Regions from separate parts of the Mus musculus genome. Here regions 1, 2, 3, 4 and 6 are each linked to region 5. A link is a contact called in public promoter capture Hi-C data. All regions are on one chromosome and are shown on one strand. Each heading gives the region's core, a stretch centred on a gene start, on an enhancer-like site or on the middle of the called end of the contact. The rest is flanking DNA. Distances are from core to core; before and after follow the strand shown. Region 1 holds the start of Shisa7 (shisa family member 7). Region 2 holds the start of Isoc2a (isochorismatase domain containing 2a). Region 3 holds the start of Ppp6r1 (protein phosphatase 6, regulatory subunit 1). Region 4 holds the start of Sbk2 (SH3-binding domain kinase family, member 2). Region 5 holds the start of Galp (galanin-like peptide). Region 6 holds the start of Dnaaf3 (dynein, axonemal assembly factor 3).

Evidence for each region. Promoter capture Hi-C pulls out the DNA fragments that hold promoters and counts their contacts.
Region 1: a promoter capture Hi-C map of pre-B cells shows a contact between it and region 5. The contact joins the promoter of Shisa7 here to the promoter of Galp in region 5. A contact is called at or near these places in 2 of 39 promoter capture datasets (cranial neural crest and pre-B cells).
Region 2: a contact with region 5 is called in a promoter capture Hi-C map of pre-B cells. The contact joins the promoter of Isoc2a here to the promoter of Galp in region 5. A contact is called at or near these places in 10 of 39 promoter capture datasets (the 3T3-L1 cell line, 3T3-L1-derived adipocytes, cranial neural crest and 7 more) and 1 of 9 other capture datasets (embryonic stem cells).
Region 3: a promoter capture Hi-C map of pre-B cells shows a contact between it and region 5. The contact joins the promoter of Ppp6r1 here to the promoter of Galp in region 5. A contact is called at or near these places in 4 of 39 promoter capture datasets (cranial neural crest, frontonasal cranial neural crest, hippocampal neurons and 1 more).
Region 4: a promoter capture Hi-C map of pre-B cells shows a contact between it and region 5. The contact joins the promoter of Sbk2 here to the promoter of Galp in region 5. A contact is called at or near these places in 15 of 39 promoter capture datasets (the 3T3-L1 cell line, 3T3-L1-derived adipocytes, the C10 cell line and 10 more) and 1 of 15 datasets of contacts at CTCF or cohesin (large pre-B cells).
Region 6: a contact with region 5 is called in a promoter capture Hi-C map of pre-B cells. The contact joins the promoter of Dnaaf3 here to the promoter of Galp in region 5. A contact is called at or near these places in 6 of 39 promoter capture datasets (the 3T3-L1 cell line, cranial neural crest, hippocampal neurons and 3 more).

What each region holds. Positions count from the first base shown.
Region 1 is chr7:4,842,631-4,846,265 of GRCm38.p6, forward strand. It overlaps Shisa7 (shisa family member 7), which reads right to left and starts at 2,066. Exons shown (of 6, transcript NM_172737.4): 1 at 1,975-2,066. Isoc2b (isochorismatase domain containing 2b) reads right to left here. Exons shown (of 6, transcript NM_026158.2): 6 at 2,330-2,735. The coding sequence ends at 2,640. It overlaps Gm36127 (a long non-coding RNA gene), which reads left to right. Exons shown (of 2, transcript XR_881804.2): 2 at 2,153-2,355.
Region 2 is chr7:4,874,713-4,878,389 of GRCm38.p6, forward strand. It overlaps Isoc2a (isochorismatase domain containing 2a), which reads left to right and starts at 2,341. Exons shown (of 6, transcript NM_001101598.1): 1 at 2,341-2,481.
Region 3 is chr7:4,656,931-4,660,565 of GRCm38.p6, forward strand. It overlaps Ppp6r1 (protein phosphatase 6, regulatory subunit 1), which reads right to left and starts at 2,020. Exons shown (of 24, transcript NM_172894.2): 1 at 1,551-2,020. Hspbp1 (HSPA (heat shock 70kDa) binding protein, cytoplasmic cochaperone 1) reads right to left here. Exons shown (of 8, transcript NM_001360629.1): 8 at 3,586-3,635.
Region 4 is chr7:4,962,225-4,966,250 of GRCm38.p6, forward strand. Sbk2 (SH3-binding domain kinase family, member 2) reads right to left here and starts at 2,182. Exons shown (of 4, transcript NM_001146329.2): 1 at 2,077-2,182; 2 at 707-961. The coding sequence starts at 959. It overlaps Sbk3 (SH3 domain binding kinase family, member 3), which reads right to left. Exons shown (of 4, transcript NM_001200041.1): 4 at 3,036-4,026.
Region 5 is chr7:6,194,497-6,198,569 of GRCm38.p6, forward strand. Galp (galanin-like peptide) reads left to right here and starts at 2,594. Exons shown (of 6, transcript NM_178028.2): 1 at 2,594-2,856.
Region 6 is chr7:4,529,934-4,534,125 of GRCm38.p6, forward strand. Dnaaf3 (dynein, axonemal assembly factor 3) reads right to left here and starts at 2,532. Exons shown (of 12, transcript NM_001033548.3): 1 at 2,445-2,532; 2 at 2,254-2,342; 3 at 1,805-1,947; 4 at 841-934. The coding sequence starts at 2,338.

The sequences.
Region 1 (3,635 bases), core at 816-3,315, 1.4 Mb before region 5:
CAGGCAGGCGTCCTCGCTCATCCGAGCTCTGTCATGCAGCCCTATAGGTGCAATCACACTCTGGCCCAGCTGCGCAGAATCTGCAACTGGCATGTGAGAACTCCTGCCCCGCCCCCTCCCCGCCCCATCTCCTACTCCGCCCCAGCCCTACACCGCCCCCGACCTCTAGTTCTCACTCACAAGGCAATGTCCTCCTCCACAGCCTGAGGGGGTGGGTGGGAAAGGAGGCCCAAAACCCAGGTTCTTCCTTCGGTTGCACCTTGCTTGGTTCTCAAATCCAGCTCAGGACTTGAATGACACAAGGTGTTACAGAGAAAAAGAGCCAGCCTCGGAAAAGCAAGCCCCCAATAAGTCCTATCCCATCCCTGCCAGCTGGGGGTGGAGAATGCTGGCTAGGATGTCAGAAGTGGGCTGGGCTGGGTGGATCGGAGTGCCTCCCGAGGGTCCTTGCAGAGAACAGCAGCAGGTGGGGGGAGGCGTGGTGAGGACGCCTGAGAGCCGAGAAAGGGACGGAGGAACAGGATCCAGGAAGAGGGGAACGCAGACGAAAAGAGGAAGACAGAGATAGTCAGGGAAGAGACAGAAACCCGCAGAAGGTGGTACCAGAAGGATGGGTTAGTGATGGAAAGTAGACAGAGGCTGAGACACAGAGAGTAGGAGACCCAGAGAGAGAAACAGAGGCCCTGGGATTGGGAGGGGAAGTAAAAGACAGCGAGAGAAGTGAGATCTAGGGATGGGGAGGGCACAACCAATAAAGTCTAAAATGGCCCGAGTGGGGTCTGCAGGTGGCGGCTGAGGAGGTGGTGGTGGGGGCACAGATCAGGGAAGGGGGTAGGAGCATGTGGAAGGGGTTCCTAGGAATCTCAGGGATTAGGAAGTCGGTTTGAGGTGGGAATGCGGAAAGCAGGCAAGATTGGGGACCTGTAGAAGGAGGGAGAGGAGAGTAGCAGGTCCTGGCTACTGTGGCGCTGGGAAAGACCCCCAAATCCCTGCCTGCTAAGGATAGCGTGGATACCACATGCAGCGCTACTTTGTCTGGGCTGTCTGGGGTCCCTGCCTAGAGTCTCCGTCCATTCTCTTCTTAGGCCCCCTGCCTACGTGCAGCCGGCTGTCTTCTCTCTTTCTAACCTGGCTCTGCCGTCGGGTTTCTGTTCCTCTGCATCTCTGCGTCTGTCTAGGGCTCTGTCCGGATCTCTGTCTGGGCCCTCCATCCCCAACCTCCCCCGCCTGGATCTGTAGCCTCCTTGTAATTTCCACACCCAGTTCCTCTGTCAGGGGCTCTCTCAATCTCTGCTTGTCTGTCCCGGGATTCTGTCCCTTCTAAGTGTCTCATTCTCATCACTGCACTGTTCCCCGCCCTTTGAGCCCCTCACTCTTGAGCAGAGTGGGTGGGGGGCGCTGCGGAGGGAGCTGTGTGTTCCCAGCGCAAAATAGACTCCCGTTGCCATGGCGACGCGAGCGCGGCCTCGAGACGCAGGCTTCGGGCTGGGTGTGCGGAGGGGACACCTGGAACCGGAACGCGGGGGCCGGGGCTCCGACGCCCGTGTCCCAAGGGGCTCCGGAGGATGGATGGAACTCCTAGGTCCCCGGGGAGGGTGTACTGGGCTAGGTAACTTGTGGGAGGGGGCTGGGCTGCTAGGATCTGCGGCGGCGGTGGGTGAGTTTGATTGTCAATGGGGTTGGACTGGTCCTTGCATCTCTGGTGGACACGGGATGCCTTCAAAGGCCCCCAGGCTGGGGATGGAGTCTGCGAATCTCGGGTGAGGGTTTGACGCGGTGGAGGCGGAGGGGCGTCTGTAGAGTTTGAACACTCTGATCTCCAAGGGGCTGCAGAATTCTGCGTCTTGGGCGAGTAAGGACCACGGAGCAGCAACTGTCCATCCCATCCATTCACATACTTGTCCATTCCTCCCCATCCCTCTTTTTCCCCCGTGCCTCAGTTTACCCCTCCTCACCAGGTACGGATGCGCTCACCTCACTTTCCGGATGCGGGACCTTCAGGGAATCGGGGGTGGCAGCGTGGGGGCCAGCCAGGGTAGGCAGAGCGAGCGCGTGTCTGCCAGCCCGCGGGGCTGGGCGCGCGCGCGCTGATGGGGGTGGGGGCGGCAGGCTGCGTGGTGGGGACCCTGGCCGGCAGCTCTTTCTTTTGCAGATGCGCACCGGCCCCAGTGCAGATGTGGCCGCTGCCAGCCCTCGCCTGTGTCTCGCGCCGGCTTGGAGCTTGGAGAGGCGCCTCCCCCACCCCACCTGGAGGAGACCCCACTTTCTTCCTCCCACAGACCCTTGTAGCCCCCGTGATGCCCCCTAAACCCAATAATGGTTCGGTCCTCAGTCACATAAATGTTTATTCTCCGAGACAGGGTCCCAGTTGTGACATTTGTTCCCCCTCCTTTTCCCGCTTCGTGAAGTGGCCCGGGGCCCAGCCCCACCTCCACCTTTCTCTAAACCAATTCCCACCCAGCATCAAGGAATTTCATTTGCATTTCCGGGACCAGCTGCCCAATCGGAAGACAGAACCACGCCTCCTCTCCCACGGGGGCGGTTCTCCTGGCGGACTGCACCACTCTTGGGATCCATGGATGAAGGAAAAGTCATCCATCAACGTCTGGGTGACAAGGAGGGTGGGTGCTTCCTTCAAGTCAGGTCCTGGAGTTGGGCAACAGGGAGTTTTTCTTGCCTTGGAAGAAGCCTAACAGTCCGATGTCTGTGACTGGCTCCTTGAGGATCTTCTGAATCTGCAGGCAAAGGAGATGAGGAAGTGAAGAAGCCCTATCTCCGGAATAGAGAATCTGAGGAGCACCTCTTCATCTTGATCTCCCTTATTCTGACAGCATCGCTTCTCCAGTCAACTACTTCTTTTTCCTGTTTTCCAGGTGACCTCTCCCTCACACTTGCCTGGTTGAGCTGTTCCCCGCCATCTTGGTATGCTCTTGCCTTGGGACCACTAAGAGCAGATGGTTTGGGTTATCTTGTCTACCTCCATGTCCATCTTCTTCACTAGTCTCATCTTTCCTGGGTCATTCCTTTAGCTCTCAGCTCTCCCACACACAGACCCAACGAACTCATGAACTCTCAACGAATTTACACAACTCTCTCTTGGTGGAACAAGAATAATCAACCACATTACTGGCAATCAAACAGTCCAGCCAAGTTTATCTCCAGAAAATTATACCAAAAAATGCAAATCCTGCACCTCCACTTCTCTTCCCTGGTTAAACCCCACCACTGTTTATGGGATTTGTTGGTTTCCCTTCTTTGTCCCAGGCCACATAATGTAATCTTTTGACTATTCACCAATTTGATGGTGGCCAGCTCCTGTACTCTTTCTTTCTCAATGAAGCATAGTTGAGGTTTATTAAAGATATTTTAATATAGAGTTTAGGAACAAAGAGAGGTGCTTTTTCTCTTGCTTGTGGCCCCAGTAGTCTATGGAATTTCCTGGTAAGAAGATAAACACCAAAGCATGGATGTAGACTTCTCTAAAAGGGAGCTGACTCCTAACCTGCGCGCGCACGATCTGCGGCAGAGGACAGCACTCTCCCCACATGAGTTTTATTTCTTTGTTGATGTTGATTTGGTTGGGATAGAACCCAGGGCCTTGCCAAAGCTAGACAAGTACTCTGCAGACTGCGTGT
Region 2 (3,677 bases), core at 1,091-3,590, 1.3 Mb before region 5:
TGGGATTAAAGTTGTGCATCACTGTTCCCAGAGACTGAATCACCAACCACAGACTGGGCACTGGCTGGGCCTAGGCCCTCTGCACATATGTACCATACAAAAAGCTTGTCCCTCATGCGGATCCCCCAACAACTGGAGTGGGGGCTTCCCTGAGCCTGTTACCTGCCTGCCTGTGGATCTTGTACCCCTAAATGGACCACCTTAGCTGGCCTCAGTGGGAGAGGATGCACCTAGTCCCACAGCAGCTTGGTGTGCAGGGAGGGGGAGCTAGTGAGGGATGACACGGTGCGGGGGTGGGGGTCTCCTTCCAAAAGAGAAGGGGAAGATGGAATGGGGGGAGGACTTGCTTGAGGGGTTACTGGGAGGAGGGGGCTGATATTGGGATGTTAAATCAATAAATAAATTGACTTAAAAATAATCTTAAAGCCGGGCGGTGGTGGCGTACGCCTTTAATCCCAGCACTCGGGAGGCAGAGGTAGACGGATTTCTGAGTTCAAGGCCAGCCTGGTTTACAGAGTTGAGTTCCAGGACAGCCAGGGCTACACAGAGAAACCCTGTCTCGAAACTCCCCCCCCCAAAAAAAATCTTAAAAGAGTTAATTGGGCCACTTTTTACCTCCTGCTAGCCCATACATAGAGCAGTGGTCCTCAGCCTTCTTAATGCTACAACCATTTAATATAGTTCATCATGTTGTGGTGATCCCCAACCATAAAATTATTTTCATTGCTACTTCATAAATGTACTTCTCTCCTGTTATGATTTGTAATGTAAATATCTGGTTTGCAGAATATCTGACATGTAACCCCAGTGGAAAGGTCACTGACTCCTCCCCAAAGGGGTTTCGACCCACGGGTTGAGAATCACTGCCCTAGAGACAGCCTCTGGAACTTTCATTGACTTTGCTCAGTGTTGAGTTCTGGGGCCTAGTATACAGTAGTTATACAATAAATGCATGCCAGTAGTGCTGGAACCTAGCCTTGGGGCCTCCTGCCATCTACTCTGAAAATCTGGCTATATAGGAACCTCCAGCAGTAGGGCCTCCAGTTGTGGGGACCAGGTGTCCCTGGGCTGCAGCCCCAGGGAATGTATAAACAGAAGTCTCACTGCGTACAGATCTCAGGGCCCAGTTGAGAGACCCCGAGGGACTGCACGGGCTCTAGGATGCACGGCTGAATGTTCTGAAGTAGAAATACAGATCAGAGCACACTCCTCAAGTGTGCAAAGGACTGGATGGCTGACGGTTCCAGAATGAGAGGTCACCCTGGGAGTGCGGGTGAGCCCTAACACCGTGCTTGTCTTATGGGGTAGATGGGTAGACTCCGGAGCCTGTAGCTTGCTGGTTAAGAACTGATACAGAAAGACAAAGTGCAGACAAGAGGGGAGGGTGCTCGTTGGGCGTCTCCTACATGACCAATTAAAACATAACTGGGCCTGAATATAAAACAGACAGTGTATGGGTGCAGAGGCAGAGGAAAGTGCCTGGAGATAGATAGCCAATTAGGGGAACAAAAGCCTCTTTAGCAAGGCGAGACTAGGCAGAGTCAACCTCAGCGATGAATGTTGAGGGCTTTTAAATGGAGACTTGGGAGGGGGTTGCATTGGCTGGAAAGAGAGGGATCCTGTCTCTGAGAGGGGTGCCAGTACCTCCAGGCCACAGGTCAATCACTTCACCTCCAGGCTCACACCCTACTCCAGAGCTCCCTCCAGAGGGGTGAAATTGAGGCCCAAATGACTCCTGGGAACAGGAAGCCTGGCCTCTGTAGAATCCATGGAATCCTGAGATTCATCAATGGCATGCCTGCTTGTATCTACTTAATTTTTCCCATCTATTTATTCTGTGGTGTGTGTGTTTCTGTCTTTGCATACGTGCCTGCGCCACATCAGGTCTGCAGAGGTCAGAAGACAAGTTGCAGGACTCAGTTCTCTTCTTCCAAAATAAGGGTTCTAGAGATTTCTACAGAAATCAGGTCCAGACCTTGCTGAACCCTGCAAGCCAGTCTTTTAGTGGGGTTCAGGGAGCAGGCTTTCAGTGTGTAGCCCACGATGGTGCAGGTACCTTTAGCTCAGATAAGAAAGGCAGGTTGTAACTGTGAGGCGCAGCAATAATACAAGGTGCAACCTGATAACCTCTACCTTCATTCCCAGTTAGAATCTGAGCTCTCAGCAGAGGCCGCCTCTCAAGCCCTCATCGGCTCTTCATTGGTTCTGTGCGCTATCTCTCCACCCCTTAGGCTTCTGCGGACCAATCAGATTCTCATGACTGACCCGCCTTAGCCGCCCCTCCCCCTTACAGGGCGCAGCCGAGGCGCGAGCTGATTGGCCTGCTCGGGAGGGAGGGGTAGACACGTAAGGGGAGCAGACCTCGTGTCCAAAGTGGGCAAAACGGTGACCCAGCCCGGAACTAGTGACAGTCCAGTGGGGGAGAGTGCGCTGAAGGGACCTAGTGGAGGGACTTGCTGCACTCGAACCTGGTACCGCCGGGTAAGTCCAACTGCCCGTCCTTACAGACGGAGGAAACGGAAGGTTTGCGGGGTGTCCAGCTGAGGAGGGGCTCCAGTTGGTCTCAGGATGGATCATCAGGGAGGAACTTCAAGCTTCTCCAGAGCTAAGTTTTGTATCAGCCCCAGGAGTGGGCGATTCTCACGCCCATTTCTTCCAAGAAGAAAAGCGTCCCAGAGACACAGAGCTTAGAAATCTGGGTTCCTGTAGTGGTGTGCAGTAACCACTTGCCCAATTAAGCAACCTCATCCCCAGTCTGTCCGCAGGAGGTCACTTACCCCAGCCTAAGACAGGTTTCCTTTACTGAGCTGAGGCCTCCTTCCAGGACCCCCACGATGTCCCGAAATCTCTCTGCAGTCTAGACACCCTCTTCACTTTTCACACGCGCGTCCCACCTCCACTCTTTCATTGTCTCCCTTAGATTGGTTATTTTCTGTCCCAGCTCTCACCCAGGTTCCGTTTCGTCTGCAGATCATACCTAGCTGGCCTGAACTTTTTCTTTCTTTTTTATTCTCTCAGATACTACATCTCGACTGCAGTTTCCCCTCCTCCCTCCCTCCCCAACAGCCCTCCTTCCCTCCACTGCTCTTTCTTTTCCGAAAAGGGCATGCCTGCCCTCAGACGCCAACCAAACATAGCACATCAAATTGCAGTAAGACTGTGCACCTCCCCTAGTATTAAGTCTGGAGAAGGCCGCTCAGGATGAGGAAAGGGTCCCAAAAGCAGGAAAGAGTCAGAGACAGCCCCTCTCCCACTGTTAGGAGTTCCACTAGAAGACCAAGCTGCACAACCCAAACACATATGTAGAGGGCCTATATCAATCCCGTGCAGGCTCCCTGGTTGCTGGTTCAGTCCCTGTGAGCCCCTATGAGCCCAGGTTAGTTGATTCTGTGGGTTGTCTTGTTGTCTTTGACCTCTCTGACTCCTGCAATCTCCCCCTCTTTTCTGCAGGACTCCCCAAGTTCTTCCTAATGTTTTGATTGTGGTTCTCTTCATCTCTTTCCATAAGTTGCTGGATAAAGTGTCTCTGATGACAGTTGGGCCAAGCACCAATCTATACCATTAGGCATCTCAATTTTAAAAAAAATATTTATTGCTGCCAGGAGTGTTTGGTTCTATCCTAGGTCTCTGGGCTATCTAGCCTCCCAGGTAGTGGGTTGGGCTCCCTCTGGTGGCTT
Region 3 (3,635 bases), core at 770-3,269, 1.5 Mb before region 5:
GAACTGTCCACATTAGCTGTGCAGAATGCACATAGAAACAACTCATACTGTGTTGTTGAAGCAATCCAGTCCCTGCAACACTGGCCTTGAGTCTGACAGAACTTCTCCTTTAAGATGGAAGCAACTCTGTGGCAGTTTTACAACCCTCAACCCAGTACCACATTTGTCATACAGTGCAGCTTCCTTTCCAGAAACATCTTGCCTCCAGGTAATACATCCTCAGTACAATTGCCTCAGTATATAAGGAGTGGTCAAGACCATAACTCCCTTGGACTGGCAACATAAACATTAATCCCAGGTACTTAGAAAACTGAGATTAGACGATTGTGCGTCAATAGCCCACCAGCTCTTCAGAGTTCAAAGCAAGCCTAAAAAAATTTGCAAGATACTGCCTCATAGTTTAAAAGCAATAGGAGAGGCTCAGGCTATGTGTAGCTCAGTCGGTGGTAGAATGCTTGCTCCGTGGCAGGAAAACTGGGAGTTGAGCCCTAGTACCACCACCGAAGGGAGGGGGGAAAAGGACTACCAACCAGGTCACTTAAGGCCCTGGACAGCAGCTCCAGCCAAGCCATTCCACCCTTGCCCTCTTAACACTTCAACCCACTCCATCCTGGCTCCCTCAGTGTTCCCACCTTCACATATTTGCACGCGGTGTTTCTTCCACCTGGAAAGCTCTTCTTCCCACTCTCCATCTGTTAACTCCCACTCAGCCTTCCTCGACAGAAAAGTCACCCATCCGGCCGGTCTCACCAGTCTCTCCCACTCTGCGGCCTGCTGCCACAGCACCCTGGGTTACCACCATCACAACACACAGTAATTGTGACTGTCCAGCTCTGCCTTTGGCTCCCTGAGTAGATAAAAGTACCAGGGACTTCCACTGACCACTCCCTCCTGGACCCAGCAACCAAGTTCTGCCCTCAATGGGCCTCATCTCACAGAATACCCAGTAGCGCACCAAACAGTGGTTCCAAAGTGCCTCCTCACCACAGGAAACTAGGGACAAACAGGGACAGGACAGCCACAGCCAAGGCGAAGGAAAAGACCTGTTTAACCTTGCCTTCCTGAGCAGAGGGTGAGAAACAAAAAGGTCAAGAGTCCACGAAGGCTGGTGAGAGTGAAAAGAGTAGGTAGACACAGAGGTGAGCACAAAAGAGCAGGCAAGAGGAAGGAAAGAGAAAGGCACCCTAGAGGAGGAAGACTACGACAGGGGGGACAGGGGAGTGGGCCCAAATCCCAAGAGAGCTGAGTCAGAATGATAGGTGGAGGTGATGTAGATCCCAGTGGGAAGAGATGGGGGCTGGGGGCTGCGGGGAGAAGAGTCTAAGAGACTTAGAGAGGGTCCCCAATAGACGAGGAAGACGGGCTGGGAATGACAGCGAAGTAGACACAGGCCCGGCGACAGGAAATAGACTTGATGATACTGGCAAGTGGCTAAAAGACTTAGGGAGTGAAAGGGAGGATACTAAGAGACTCAGGGGCGCTCAGGGAGATTTGAGGAAAAGACTCCGGATTAGAAGGCGCACGCCCGGGAAGGCAGCTGCGGGGCTCACCTGCGCGGGGGGGCGGCGGCTCCTCGCACTCGGGGCTCATCGGGGCGCCCCTGCCGCCCCGCCGCCGGCGGCTCCGGCCCTGTCGAGGGGCCGGCTAAGAGGGGCGGGGGCGGCGCCGGTGGGCTCGCGCAGGCGCCCGGGCCGGAGCTCGCGAACCCGCGCAAGCGCCCTCCAGTCACAGGGAATCCCCTGCCTCACCACCGAGCTTCGACGAGTTCGGGTCGTCGCGAAAAAGTAGGCGCACTCGTTCCACCGCAGAGCTCCGTGGCCGACGCGAGGCCCGCGCAGGCGCCTCCGAAGCAGGGCGACGGGGGAAGTCGCCGCGGGTTACACACTGACACGCCGGCACCCGCGGGACAGGAAAAAGAAGCCTCCGCAGCCCGACGGGTGCAGAATTGCACCGAGAGCCGACGCCCGTCCCCTCGGCTTTACTGTCACCCGAAGCGGCTGGGTCTCCCCGGCCCCAGCCGTCCACCTTAAGGCCTCCGACGCAGGGCTACCTCCGCCACTGTCCCACAATGCCCCGAGCGCGGGAGGACGCAAGAAGACAGGCTCCGCCCTCTCGTGGTCGCTCTCCGTGCGCAGGTGCGCGAGAGGCCGCTAGGTCGGCCTGGCGAGGCGCGTGCGCGGTGAGCGCTGGCGCCCAGAACCCGCCCACTCCGGAACTCCGCGGCTGTCCGTGCCCACGGTTGCCAATGTTCTCTCCCTGAATAAACCTAGAGGGCCCAGTGCGCAGGCGCTGCTGCAGCCAGAACCCCGTTTTCTGTGACTACATTCCAAAATCCGCTGAATATTCGGTTCTAGGATCTTTCGCCCTGAAAGCTACCTTCGGAAATCCGATTGTTATTCCGACTCCTTCAACCATATTTCTTTGACTCGAGTCAACTCCTAAGAAATCCATTCCAACTTTTCGTCCTCACGCGAAGCTGGTTGCTTTTGTTCAGTCGGGTTCGTCCCGGATGCCTAAGCGTCTGCCGAGGTTTTCTGGCTGACCTCCTACTCAGGCATTTGCCCAAGCCGCGTCTACTGTTGCCAGTTGCTGCACAAAGCCTCCTCTTGTAACAACCGGGAGGAACCCCTTAACGCCGGGATTCAGTCACTAAAGGGCCTTTTCTAGCGCTGAGCCTCGGTTTACCCCAACTTTCATCCCCTGCTCCTTCGTGCCCGTTTTAGAGGTCAGCTGTAAGGACTAGATAAATGCATGTAAGAAACATTAGTTTTCCTTTTTTAAAACAGCAGATTAGGACTTTATATTTCGGGGACATTTCACGTCAGTCATTATTTTGACTTTCAAGGGATGTAGATATTTTTCTCCACCCCTTCTCAAATGGCTTTAATGGACTTGCACAGATTAACACCTGTCAGTAATTTTTTTCGTCTTGTCTCTCCTGGGCTGTGCTGCTTTTAATTTTTGTTCGATCTTGTATCAACTGAGTTCTGTGTAAGAGAGCACCTTCATATTAAAAGTGAACACTAGCTCTGCTCCCTGTCTCCTTTAAGTTCAGCCTGCCCCCCCCCCCCACCCCACCCCCAATTCCAGGATGGGTCTTCTCTCCCCAGTTAGACCTTTCTGGAAACTCATACACACACTGGAGATGTGTTTCCATGGTGATTCTAAATCCTGCCAACTTGGCAATGAAGATTAACTTTCACACAAAACTTCAAGGATGTCGAGCTGGCTTCATGGGCAAAGGTGGCTGCTGTGCAAGCCCATAACCTGGCTCAACTTAAAATTCGATCCCAATACCCACATGGGAGAAAGGGAGAATCAATGCCCCACACTGTCCTCTAACCTCCATTCACAGGCCATGCCCCTCTTTATACACTCAAATATGTTTTTAAAAGTACGTGTGTGTGTGTGTGTGTGTGTGTGTTAAAGAACAGATGGTCCCAGCACAACACAGCAAGAAAAGACAGCAGCTCTGAGGTAAGAGCAACACTTATTATACCTTTAGTGACCATCTCCCCAAATCCTCTAAGCTCAGCCCCTCCTTCCTTCCATAAGAACCTTCCAAAAAACAATGCAAGACAGCATAAGGGAGCAGGAGAAATGTTTTTATTTGAAGAGCAGTGTGGACATGAGAA
Region 4 (4,026 bases), core at 932-3,431, 1.2 Mb before region 5:
GCTAAGTGGGCATGACTGTACAGTAGGGAATAATATAATAGAAAATCATTCGTTTTTTTTTTAAGTACAAACACTTTTTCTTTTCTCCTTTCTTTTCAATTTTATATTGGCTGATTGATTGATTGATTGTTTGTTTGTCAGGAGAGGACTGTAGAGATCAGAGGGCACCTTGGGCAGTTAGTTCTCTCCTTCCACCATGTAGGATCTGGGGAATCGAACTCAAGTCGTCAGAGCTTTCGGCAAGTGCCCTTACCTGCTGAGCCATCCTGCCTGGCCTTCTAGTTTTGAAATGGAGTCTCACGTACCTCGGGCTGACTTCAAATTCCCGATCCTCCTGTCTCTACCTCTAGGAACTCCATCTCGGGGATACTGGGATGTCAACTATCAGCTGTCAGGTCAGCTTTGTTTGTTTGTTTGAGATGGTAATCTTTCTACGCAGCCATGGCTAACTAACCTGGAACTCACTGTGTAAATCCTAGGCCAGCTTCAAATTCACAACAGCCTTCCTGTCAGCCTCCTGGTCTCTCACCTTTTCAAAGGAAAACTCTGGGGCTCAGAGAGGTTAAAGCAACTCCCTGAAATGCACAGCCCAACAATAAAGTGGGGAAGGAAGATCTGACTGAGGTTTATAAGACTCCCTGGACTTGGCCTGAAATCTCTACTCTCAGCTGTACCCTACAGCATGCCTGTGTCCAAGATCCAGTACCTTTCTGGCGGTGAGTAACCAGCAGGACACGGCCGAACCGGCCCTGGCCCAGGGGACGCACTTCCTCGTACAGCTCTTCCACCTCAGTTTGGACCAGGGTCTGGGCACTCAGAGCCATCATGTCCTCCAAGGCCAGAGCAGCCTCCTGCCCCTGCTGCAGCTCCTCTACCGTTAGGCCTCCCAGGCCTTCATCACCTCCATCCTCCACAGTTGACACTTCCATTGGCTTGTCTTCTGACTGTTTGCCTGGCATTTCTGCAAGACAGACAAAAGGACTGTGACCCAGGACTCAGAGCTCGCTAGCCTATGCCTAGGGGAGGAAGAGCAAGGAAACCTGACTTCTGAGGGGTGAGGGCTGGGTCTAGATTCCTGGGTCCAAGGGAGGAGGGCCAGGGTCTGGGCTCCAGAGTCTGAGGGAAGGGGACCACAGTCTGGACCTCAAGGTTTAAGGGAGGAGGGCTGAGGGCTGGACTCCTGGGTCTGAGGGAGGAGGGCTGGGGTATGGACTCTAGGTTTGAGGAAGAAGTCTAGACCTGGACTTTCTCATCACCACTTCTTATTGTGACTCATTTCCATTCAGTAAGAGACCCTGAGGAGTGGAAAACAGTCACTTGTGTGAGGTGAGGTCAACTGAGAGGTCAGATGCCCCCCCCCCATTCCCACTGCCACCTGGTGGCCTGAGGGTGAAAGATGAACCAAGTCATCGAGACACCCCCCATCTTGTTTCCAAAGCAAACAGACTTGGGCCCAGAGTGGATGAGCGGTTTCTCTCCAAAGAGAAAACAGGTGCTCTCTGCCTCCAGGGAAGGGTGGGGCTCTCCACAGCTTGGGACACCCGGGTCCTGCCTGTAGCTGTCACTTGGACCTGTCCCAAGCCTTTAGCACTCAATCATTTTGTGGTTCAAGTCTCACAGCTCAGAAGCTTATCCCTAGACCCAGGGCTCGAGACCCCAGCACCCAGAGAAATAGACCCCAACCCTCCTCCTTCGAATTCAGGGCTCAGACCCCAGCCCTCCCTCCTCAGATCCAGGACTCCAGGCCCCATCCATCTACCCTCAGATCCAAGGTCCCAGACCTCGGCTCTCCTCCTTCAGACCCAAGCTTCCAGACTTCGGGCCTCCTCCCTTAGACCCAGGGTTCCAGCCCTCAGCCCTCCTCCCTCAGACTAGGGCTTCAAATCATAACTTATTACTGTCCCAGGAACTTCTAAAACTCACACAACTTGGGCCTTGGATTCTGTCCCCAACACTAAAGCACTCGATTGCTTCAAGGTGTCTCTTGTCCTGTCGAGGGGCCAGGACTCTTGCCACCTGTTTTCCTGTTCAACTGCAGCCTTCCCTCAGGCCGGTTAACCTTGCCCTACTTCTGACCTGGGCTCAGAGCTCCAGACTTCGCCTTCTCCAAGGCTTGTCTGATCCCTTTCTGCCTACTGCAGTTAGCGCCTTGCACTTCGGGGGTTCCTGCCAGCATCAGACTGCTCAGGAGCAAGTCCCGCCCTCACTCTGGGGGTTCGTAAAGCTCCGCCCTCTGCCCCGCCCCTTCTGCCCCCCATTGGGGGCAGAGCGACATCGTGTGTTGAATCCTAGTACTGGCTGTGGCTGGACCACACCAGTGTGGCTTAGCTCTCCTCCCTTGGACCCAAGGGTTCAGGAAGCCTTCTATCAGACCCAGAAATGCAAACCCCAGCTCTGCTTCCTCTCTTTCAGAGTCCACACTCCAGTCTTCATTCCTCAGATGGAAGAATCTAGAATGCATCCCTCCTATTTCAGACTAGAGAGGGTCTAGGTACCATCCTCTCTCCCTTATATCCAAGATCCCCTCCCCCAGCCCTCCTCCCTCAGACTCAAGGATCCGGAGCAGCCTTCCTCTCTCAGGCCCAGGATTCTAGACCCCAGCCATCTTCCTCAGGCCCGGAATCCCCGGAACGAAACTGCTTTCCTCAAACTCAGGAATCCAGCGCTCCTCCATTTGACCCAAGGATCTTGACCCTAGCCTTCTTTCAGATCTAGGGGTGCAGCCCCTGGCCTCTTCCCTCAAAAGGTCTCGGATTTTCTTTAATCTGATCCCATCTGCTCTGTTCCTCAGCTCCTGACTCTGGCGCCCTGTTGACAAACAAATCTTTTGAGAGGTGTATCCAGGAGCCATGCACTGGGGTCCTGTTTAGGAACAAAATAAGAGAGGATTCTAAAATGATGTCATGAGAAATGACCTCAGACTGGGGACCAGAAACAGGTGGCAGAGCAGCTGGGGATCGAGGATGACTGTACCCCTTTTGCGGGACAGCTGTTGGGTTTAAAGCACCGAGAACCACGTGGGTTCACTTCATTGTCCAAAATACACTTTTTATTTTGTAGATATTTTTAGTTTTACAAAAACAATCACAAAGGTCACACAGTTGTAAAAGACACACAGTTGCCAAGGTCCCTTGGACCCTTCACACAGCTTGCCCCAAGGTCAGCATCTTACCCAAGATTCATCACTAAATTAGCAAAGCTTTCAACAATAGTCATCCATCCTACCCACCATCTTTGTCCTCAAGGTCCTTTTCCTGTTCCCAAGTCCAGTCCGGGGCACCATGGTTCATTTGGTGAACTCACTGTTAAATCTAGAAAGTGTAGGTTCCTGGTTGGGATTATAGTTCTGGCTGCAGTCTTTGTTTTCCCTGCATGAACCTCTGGAAGCTCATATCCACCACTGTGTAAATCTCCATCATAACACAGGCCTGTAATCCCAGCATTGAGAGGTGGACGAAGGATGATCAGAAGTTCGAGGTTACCCTCTGCCACCTAGTGAGGGAACATCCTGGGATACAGAAAAACTTGAAAAATTTTTTAAGTATAAATTCCTGTGATGTTTCTAGTTTCTGCTGGGAGCTGGGGACTCCAGACACACAGAACTGGAGTCTGTGTGCTGTTTGGGACAAGGAAGAGCCATGAAACTAGTCCTGGCTCTCAGGATTGATGGGTCCCTGAATATAGATGGAGCTGGGTTATTCATAACCAGAGAACTTGGGGCATCTTGTGGAAATAGAAGATGGAAGGGTCTAGACCAGATGTTTGTGACAAGGACAGGAAGAGTAGACATAGGTATCTGGGAGGGCTCCAGGGATGGGAACGTTTCTGTAGGACAAGATGGAAGTCAAAGGTGCTAGGTGGAGCATATAAGGTGTGTGGGTGTCTGTCGGCAGTGGTGTGGTGGTGTGTGGGTGGTGGTGGTGGTGGTGGTAGTGGTATGTGTACACACATGTTTCTTTTGCTCTGTGTGTGTGACAATTCCCACAATGTCACCAACACAGAGCCCAGAAACTGTCAGATCAACAT
Region 5 (4,073 bases), core at 1,344-3,843:
CGCCTACTGCTCTCTCAGGGGGCCCAAGTTCAGTTCCCAGCACACATACCTTGTGGCTCACCACTTCCCTCTAGCTCCAGGGGATCTGGCACCCCTTTCTGGCTTTTGCAGGCACCTGTGTATACCTGACATGCATTCAGACACATAGACACATAAATAAAACGAAAAAATATTTTGGACGAGAGAGAATGACTAATGAGGATGTCTTTGGGCCTCCCTTCTCTTGACTGTTCCCCTCCCTCCCTTCTTCCCTCCCTGTGGTCTCTAGGTAACCTCCTCTAGGTGTCCATCCCATAGCCTTCTGTCCTTTGTCCTGATGACATCACCTCCCATCCTCTCTTCTCTTTCCCAGAAAAGCCATTTACAGTTCTTGTCATTTTATTCTTCCTGAGAGTCCTCCTCCTCCTCTCCCTCTTCCTCCTCCTCTTCCTCCTCCCCCAGATCTGAGGTCACACAAAGGAAACTGCAGCCCAACAGCTCTCATCCATGCCTTTCCTTGACTTGACATTTTTCAGCCAGAACAAGAAGGAACAGGGGCTGGTTCCAGAAGCACTTTAGGTGCGGGGAAGGGGGGAGGGAGGTAGAGGGGGTGGCTGATGTAAAGAGAGAAGAAAGTGCTCCATGGTCAGTGGGATATGGGAGGGAAAGGGGGCCCTTTGGCAGAGAGGAAGAGACAGAACTCCAAGAGAACCCAGACTTTTTTTTTACCATCTCTCTGGGAGCAAATGGCATTGCCAGGAGTTATACCCCCCACACACACTCCCACCCTCACCCCCAGTTTCCTCTCAAAATTGGCTGCTGTCCAGGGCAAAGAGGGAGAGAAAGGAAGAGAAAGATAATAACAAAAGCAAGGAGAGAGCTGGAACACACACAGTGGTCCCATAAGTTGCTCACCCTACAGCTGTATTGAGATCCAGGAGCTATCTGCTCTAGGAAATTATTGGCCAGTGAGATAGCTCATTGGGGGAGTGTGCTAGCCATCAAGGCAGTGAGATAGCTCATTGGGGGAGTGTGCTAGCCATCAAGGCAGTGAGATAGCTCATTGGGGGAGTGTGCTAGCCATCAAGGCAGTGAGATAGCTCATTGGGGGAGTGTGCTAGCCATCAAGGCAGTGAGATAGCTCATTGGGGGAGTGTGCTAGCCATCAAGGCAGTGAGATAGCTCATTGGGGGAGTGTGCTAGCCATCAAGGCAGTGAGATAGCTCATTGGGGGAGTGTGCTAGCCATCAAGGCAGTGAGATAGCTCATTGGGGGAGTGTGCTAGCCATCAAGGCAGTGAGATAGCTCATTGGGGGAGTGTGCTAGCCATCAAGGCAGATGACCTGACTTTAATACCCAGGACTCATATGATGGGTTGTCCTCTGACCTCCACACGTGTGTTATGGCATATGATTACCACAAATAAATAAATAAGTGATGGAATTTTAGAGAATATATGTGTGCGCATGGGTGAGTGTACCTGTATGCACACACAAAGGCCACAAGAGGGTGCTGTGTGTCCCTTCTCACCACTCTCCACATAAGCCTTTGAGGTAGCATCTCTCCTAGAACCCAGGACTCATTCTTTTTCTTGGTTAGGCTGGTGATCTGCCTGTTTCTGTCTATCCACCCCTTGTCCCAAATTGAAGCAGGGAATATAGGAGGATATAGGACATCTGGCTTGTTACATGGATCCTGGGGTCCAAATTCCTTGGACCTCGTGATTGTGCAGCAAACACACTTAACATCTGTGCCACCTCTCCAGTCCCTTATTTTGTTCCGTGGTTGGTTGAGTCAGGGGTTCACTAAAGACCAGACTGGCCTGGAACTCATGAGCCTCCAGCCTCAGTCCCCAAAGTGCTGGGATTACATGTGTGCGCAAGCCTTCCGGGCTGAGAGGTGGTGACGCACACCTTTAATCCAGGCAGTCAGAAAGCAGCAGCAGGTGGATCTCTGTGAGTTCAAGGCCAGTCTGGTCTACAGAAGGAGTTTCAGGACAGCTGGCACTACACAAAACTCTGTCCTGGAAAACAAACAAAAAGAACAACCACAAAAAATAACTATGAGCTTTCAAAGTCAGCTCCAGGAGCCATTTTTAGAATGAGGTTCATGGAGAAAGGAAACACTGAGAAACACAGACAGACAGACAGATGTACACATGCATGTGCACGCATGTACACACACACACACACAAAGAAGAAAGGACCTTTATTATACATGCAACAGAAGACACAGGTCAAACTAGGTGTGATAATAGCTATTATAAAACTTGGAGGTGTAGGAGAATCAAGAGTTCAAAGTCATCCTCTGCTGAAACTGGAGTTGAGGCTAGCCTAGGCTACAGATACCCTATGTCAAAACAAGAACAACAAAGAAACACAAGGGGATCTGAGATGGCTCATTAGGTAAGGTACTTGATGGCAAGCTGTCACGACAAATTGAGTTCCATTCCTGGGACCTACGTGGCTGAAGGAGGAAACCAATACTCACAAGTTATTCTCTGACCCCCAGCACACACACACACACACACACACACACACGATGAAAACAAAACAAACAAACAAACAGAAAACCACAAAACACAGGTTAGAGAGACCATAAAGAGGCAGTGAAGGAAAGACAGTCTCAAATCAAGGACCTGCCAGCAATGGCTGTGGCAGAGAAATGTTTTCTGCCACAAGGCACCTTTGTCTGACCTCACACTCCAGTTAAGGAACTCTGAAGTGGATGAGTCGTCCTCTCTGCCTCCATCCTCACTAGCCCGCCCACCCTTGTCTCTCTCCCTAACCTCCTCATTCTCCTCAGAAGCTCACAAACCAGGATCCCCGCTGCTGCTGAGAGCCGCCCAGCCCAGCCGGTGCTGCCAGCTCCACACAGGTTAGAGCCTGGGCTGGAGGGAGGGGAGGCTGGGGGATCTGACAGCAGTGATGGTAAAAGCATCTCAGAGACTGGCAGGGCCATGACAGGATGGGGCAGTAGGGAAGATGGGGCATCGAGCATGGGTCGGTAGGAAGGTATGCACAGAGAAGCAGAGAGGAGGAGCGTGGGTATGGTCAAATTCCACGTGCGTGGTAGTGGGTCTGAGAAACATGGGTAAAGGTGGATAGAGGAATATTTTGCTTGCTTCCTTGATTTTTTTTCCTTTTTATTACATTAGTTACTAATTTGGGGTGTGTGTGTGCTCACTTATGTCCCACAGCACGACTGTGGAGCTCAGAAGACGACTCGTAGGGATCAGTTCCCTCCCTATACCTCTGCAGCTCCTGGGAATTGAACTCAGGTCCATCAGGCTTGGCAGCAAGCACCTTCACCTGCTTAGCTGACCTCTGTTTTTCAGGCAGGATCTTATGTAGTCCAGGATGGCTTCAAATTTGCTCCATGGAAGAAAATGACCTTGAATTTCTAATCCTCCTGCCTCTGCCTCTGGAGTGTTGGGGTTATGGGTGTACAACACCACCATACCTGACTCTGGAGAGCCTTATGCTGTTTTTTTTTTTTTTTCTGGTCTCAGTGTTCTATCAGTAAGCTGTCTATACCACACATTGCAAACCCATGGATTCAAATAATCAAAAATTAAAAATAACCAGGGAAAGCTAGTTAAATGGCTAAACTGGTGAAGGTGGTTGGAGCTAACCCCAATGACCTGGAATTTGATTCCTAGGAGTGGGAGGGGGAGCTGTCCTCCAAACATGGACATTTTTCTTATGTTTCCTTAAGGACACAATGTTGCATTATTTACAGGGGATTTTTTATTTTCAATGTTCTAGGCGACACTGCCCAGAGGCAATCTAAGTATATAGGAGGGGGCTGGAGAGGTGGCTTGGCAGTTAAACACAATGGCTGTTCTTGCAGACGACCTGGGCTCCGTTTCCAGTACCCACATCAAGCAGCTCACAGTCAATTGTAATTTTAGTTCTAGAGGCTCTGACCCCTGTCCCTAGGGCAGAGGTGCAGAGGTTCTATGCAAAAGGGTCTAGAAGAATGGCAGATGTGGGTATCCGTGGGGAAGGGTCTCATGAGTACTGAAGACAGGTGTACATACTTGTACATTTTCTCTCAACCAACTCTCTCGTTTCCTTCCTTCCCCTCCTGCT
Region 6 (4,192 bases), core at 1,282-3,781, 1.7 Mb before region 5:
TTCAAAGGTTTATTTATTTTGTATTTTTGAGACAGGGTTTCACTATGAACCCTGGTTGGCCTGGATCTCACTATGTAGACCAGGCTGGCCTTGAACGCTTTGAAACCCACCTGCCTCTGTCCCTGGAGTGCTGGGGTTAAAGGTGTGCACTACCAGGTCCATCCCATCTCCAAAGCTTTAAATCACACCATTGGAAGGCCAGTATCTTTGGGGGTGGGAGCTTTGAATTTGAATGCTAGAGTCTTTTGTTTCATTCATTCATTCATTCATTCATTCATTCATTCATTTTGAGACAGGGTTTCTCTGTGTAACCCTGGCTGTCCTGGAACTCAGAAATCTGCCTGCCTCTGTTACCTCCTTCCAGCCCAGCAAGGCTGGCTGTGACCATCCACCACCGCCTGAGCGGAGCCACCTGCTGTGCTGCTCCTTTGATGTGCCACTACCTGCCTGAGGCTCAACCTGCCAGAGGCCTGAACCGGTTCTCTTCCAAGAATCTTCCAGAGTTAACACCGAACTGCGATCTTTGCGAGTTCCCACTAAAAGGCTGACCTATCTACTTCAAAGGAACTTTGCTTGGCCAGGGACGGGCCTCCCCTTTTCTTTATAAAGCGTGTTTGCTGACATTAAAATTGAACCTTGAGCAGAAAGCTTGTCTTGGTTCCTTCCTTATCTCGCGCAGCCTAGCCCTTCTTCTCTTCCAGGTTTCCAACATGCCTTTCCAGCCTAGGACCCAAAACATGTGGTCGGCTGGCCGGACACAACATGCCTCTGCCTTCCAAGTGCTGGGATTATAGACATACCCACCTCCCTGGCTGAATGCTAGAGTCTTAAGCAACTGACCTTGGAGCCCCATCTTCTCAGGTTCCTCTAGGGCTAGACTGAAGATCAGCATGTGTCGGGCTACCGCTTCCAGATTATTCTCCAGCACATAAAACTGCACGAGTGACAGACAAGACAATTCTGCAGACCTAGGAGCCCAGAACACCAGCCTCCCCCAACACCCCTGTATGGAGATGGAACCCAACCAGGGACCTTGTAAAAGTTAGAGCAGCACTCCACCACTGAACTCCATTCCCAGCACATCCCCCCCCCCCCCTGTTTTTCTTTCTATTGTGAGGCATAGTCTCATTAGGTCGCCCTTGAACTCTCTGTTGCCCAGGATGGCCTTGAACTTACGATGCTTCTCCTGCCTCAGCCTCCGGAGCAACTATGATTACAGGCTTTAACCACTAGATCCAGCTTGCTAGGTCTCTCTCTTAAGCCATAAGTCTAGATTCGAGATCACCCCTCACACCACTCCTGGAGACCTGATTTTTTGTTTTGTTTTGTTTTTGGTTTTGTTTCGTTTTGTTTTGTTTTGTTTTGTTTTTTTGAGTCAGGGTTTCTCTGTGTAGCCCTAGCTGTCCTGGAACTCACTCTGGAGACCTGATTTTTTGGGGTTTGTTTGTTTGTTTGTTTGTTTTGAGACAGGGTTTCTCTGTGTAACTCTGGCTGTCCTGGAACTCACTCTGGAGACTAGGCTGGCCTCGAACTCAGAAATCCACCTGCCTCCCAAGTGCTGGGATTAAAGGCATATGCCACCACTGCCCGGCTGGAGACCTGATTCTTGGGCTCTCGCTCTTACTGAAGCCCAGGGGCCTCAAATCCCAGGACCTTACTTCCCTAGGACAAGGTCTGAGACTCTTCAGATCCACAGCCTAACCTCTAGGACCTGGAAACTTTCATTGCAATCCTCTCTTCTCTCAAAGGCTCAGGAATCGGCCGTTCATTCCACTCCAACCAGGATCCCAGAATCCCAACTCACATTGAAGCTCCTGAGAGGCCAGAGCGCTGCCCTGGCCAGGGTCCGCAGCATGTGTCTACCATCCACAGAACCTAACAGCAGGGCATCCAGTTCTGGGACCTTGCGCTCTGTTTTCGACTGTGAATCTGGGTCTACAGGAGGACCTGGCAAGACGATAGCAGGCAGAGTCGACTGCTCGTCTCTCCTGCAGTTAGCTAACTTTAGAAGTTAAGAAACCAGCAGGCTTGATACGCCGAGCCTGGATTCCAAAAAACAGCGATACCTTTGCCTTATAGCACTCAGTATTAACCCTTCTCCCCAAGCCAGTTAATTTAGGGAACGTTGGTATACACATCCCATCAGCATCCCCTACCACAGACACAAGTGCTGTGGGCTGTGAGCACAGTCCACAGTTGTAGTAGGAAAGGCACCTCTGTCTAAGACCGTGTGTGGTCTTAGGGTAGACTCACTTTCTGCCTGTAGGTCCAGCGCCGGGGACAGACCCCACCAGGACACACTACCATAACCGGTGCCCGAGCCCGCAGGCGTGGTCATCGCTCTGTGGGACAGGAGTCCGGGGAATTCCACATTTGTCCATCTCATCCCTCCCTTTCTCGCTGCCCCGCTTCTTACCCCTTCGCCTCCACGTTAATCCCCTCACCTTTATTCTTCAAAATATCCGTAGGTAGGGTCCTGTGCTGAGCTCCTGGAAGCCACCACAACAGTTTCCCAGAGGCTTCGCCCACTCTGAGTCATCACCCAATGGGAGCAGGTGGTTTTGCATTATTGCTATCAACTGACCAATTAACGTGAAAAGGTGCCGCTCGCTATGAACTTTTGACCAATAGAAGCTCCGGGAGATGGCTGCGGTGTGGTCTGAAACTGGACACCGGACGCGGTTGTCATAACGACAGCCGGACCAGAGTAGGGTGCCTGCTTTCTGGATCCGTCCTCCAAATTTCTAGGAAAGGGAGGATCTACCTTGCTGCTTCAAATTAAATCAGAACTGAACGAAATGTCTTCCCTGTTTGTCTTTCTTTTCTTTTTCTTTCTTTTCTCTCTCTCTCTCTCTCTCTCTCTCTCTCTCTCTCTCTCTCTCTCTCTCTCTCTCTCTCTCTCTTTCTCTCTCTCTCTCTCCTTCCTTCCTTTCTTCCTTTTTCTTCTTTCCTCCTCCTCTTCCTTCTTCTCCCCCTCCCCTCCTCCTCTCCTCCCCTCTTCTTCTTTTCCCTCCTCTTCTTCTTTTTGAGCCAGAGTCCCTCTTTATTCGAGTTACTCCGAACTCGCAGCAGTCCTCCTGGCCTTGGTTTAAATATTGTGAGCCACCACTCCTGGATTCTAATGAAATCTCTGTGAATCCAAATTATAACAGGAAGCCAAGACATGCCTTCACATCTCTGTTTTGTTCTTTTGTTTTTGTTTCTTTTACACCTGGGCTCTTGTCTGAATACAGGCCTCACTAGGTGAAAAACAGGACCTTGCTCAGTAGATTTTTCTAGAATATATGATCAGGCTATTACTCACAGTCATTACTCAATAATACATCTTTAGCAGGCACCATGGCACAGACCTGTAATACCAACATTCTGAAGTAGGAAAATCAGTGGTTCAAGACCAGTTTGCCATATCTTATTCTAGCCCAGCAAAGGCTACCGCACTGTATAAAAGCTAAAAAAAAAAAAAAAAAAAATCCTCCCTCCTGGAGCTGGGAGCTGGAGAAAGGTTCAGCAGTTAAAGGTGCTTTCTGTTGGAAGGCAGAGGCAGGCGGATTTCTGAGTTCGAAGCCAGCCTGGTCTACAGAGTGAGTTCCAGGACAGCCAGGGCTACACAGAGAAACCCTGTCTCAAAAAACAAAAACAAAAACAAAAACAAAACAATAAAATAAAATAAAAAATAAAGGTACTTTCTGCTCTCCTAGAGAACGGGAGAGTTCAGTTCTCAGCACCACATCAGAAGGATCATAACGGCCTGTACTTTCAGCCCCAGGGCTCTCATGCCCTCTTCTCACCTCTTTTGGCACCCACAAACACTTGAGTAACACACACACTCACACACAAAGAATAAAATTTTCAAATACAAATTTAGAAATCTTCCTCCTGGGAAGATACCTAACACTGGTCTCTCAGATCATGTTAAGCAATAGAAGAACTTACTAGAATGAAGGACAAAAACTAATCGAGACAATGCTACAGAAACGATACCTTCAGGAATGGCGTGACTGAAACACTGTGTTCCATCCCAGCACCACATCAATCCAGGTGTGATAGTACGAGACTATAATTCAATCCTGTGGGGTGGGGGTCACGGGATAGAAGTAGGTGTAATAGTTCAAGCATCATTATACACAGAGAGAGGGCTGGAGAGCTGGCTCAGCAGTCAAGAGCGCTGGTTGCTCTTCCAGTGGACCTGATT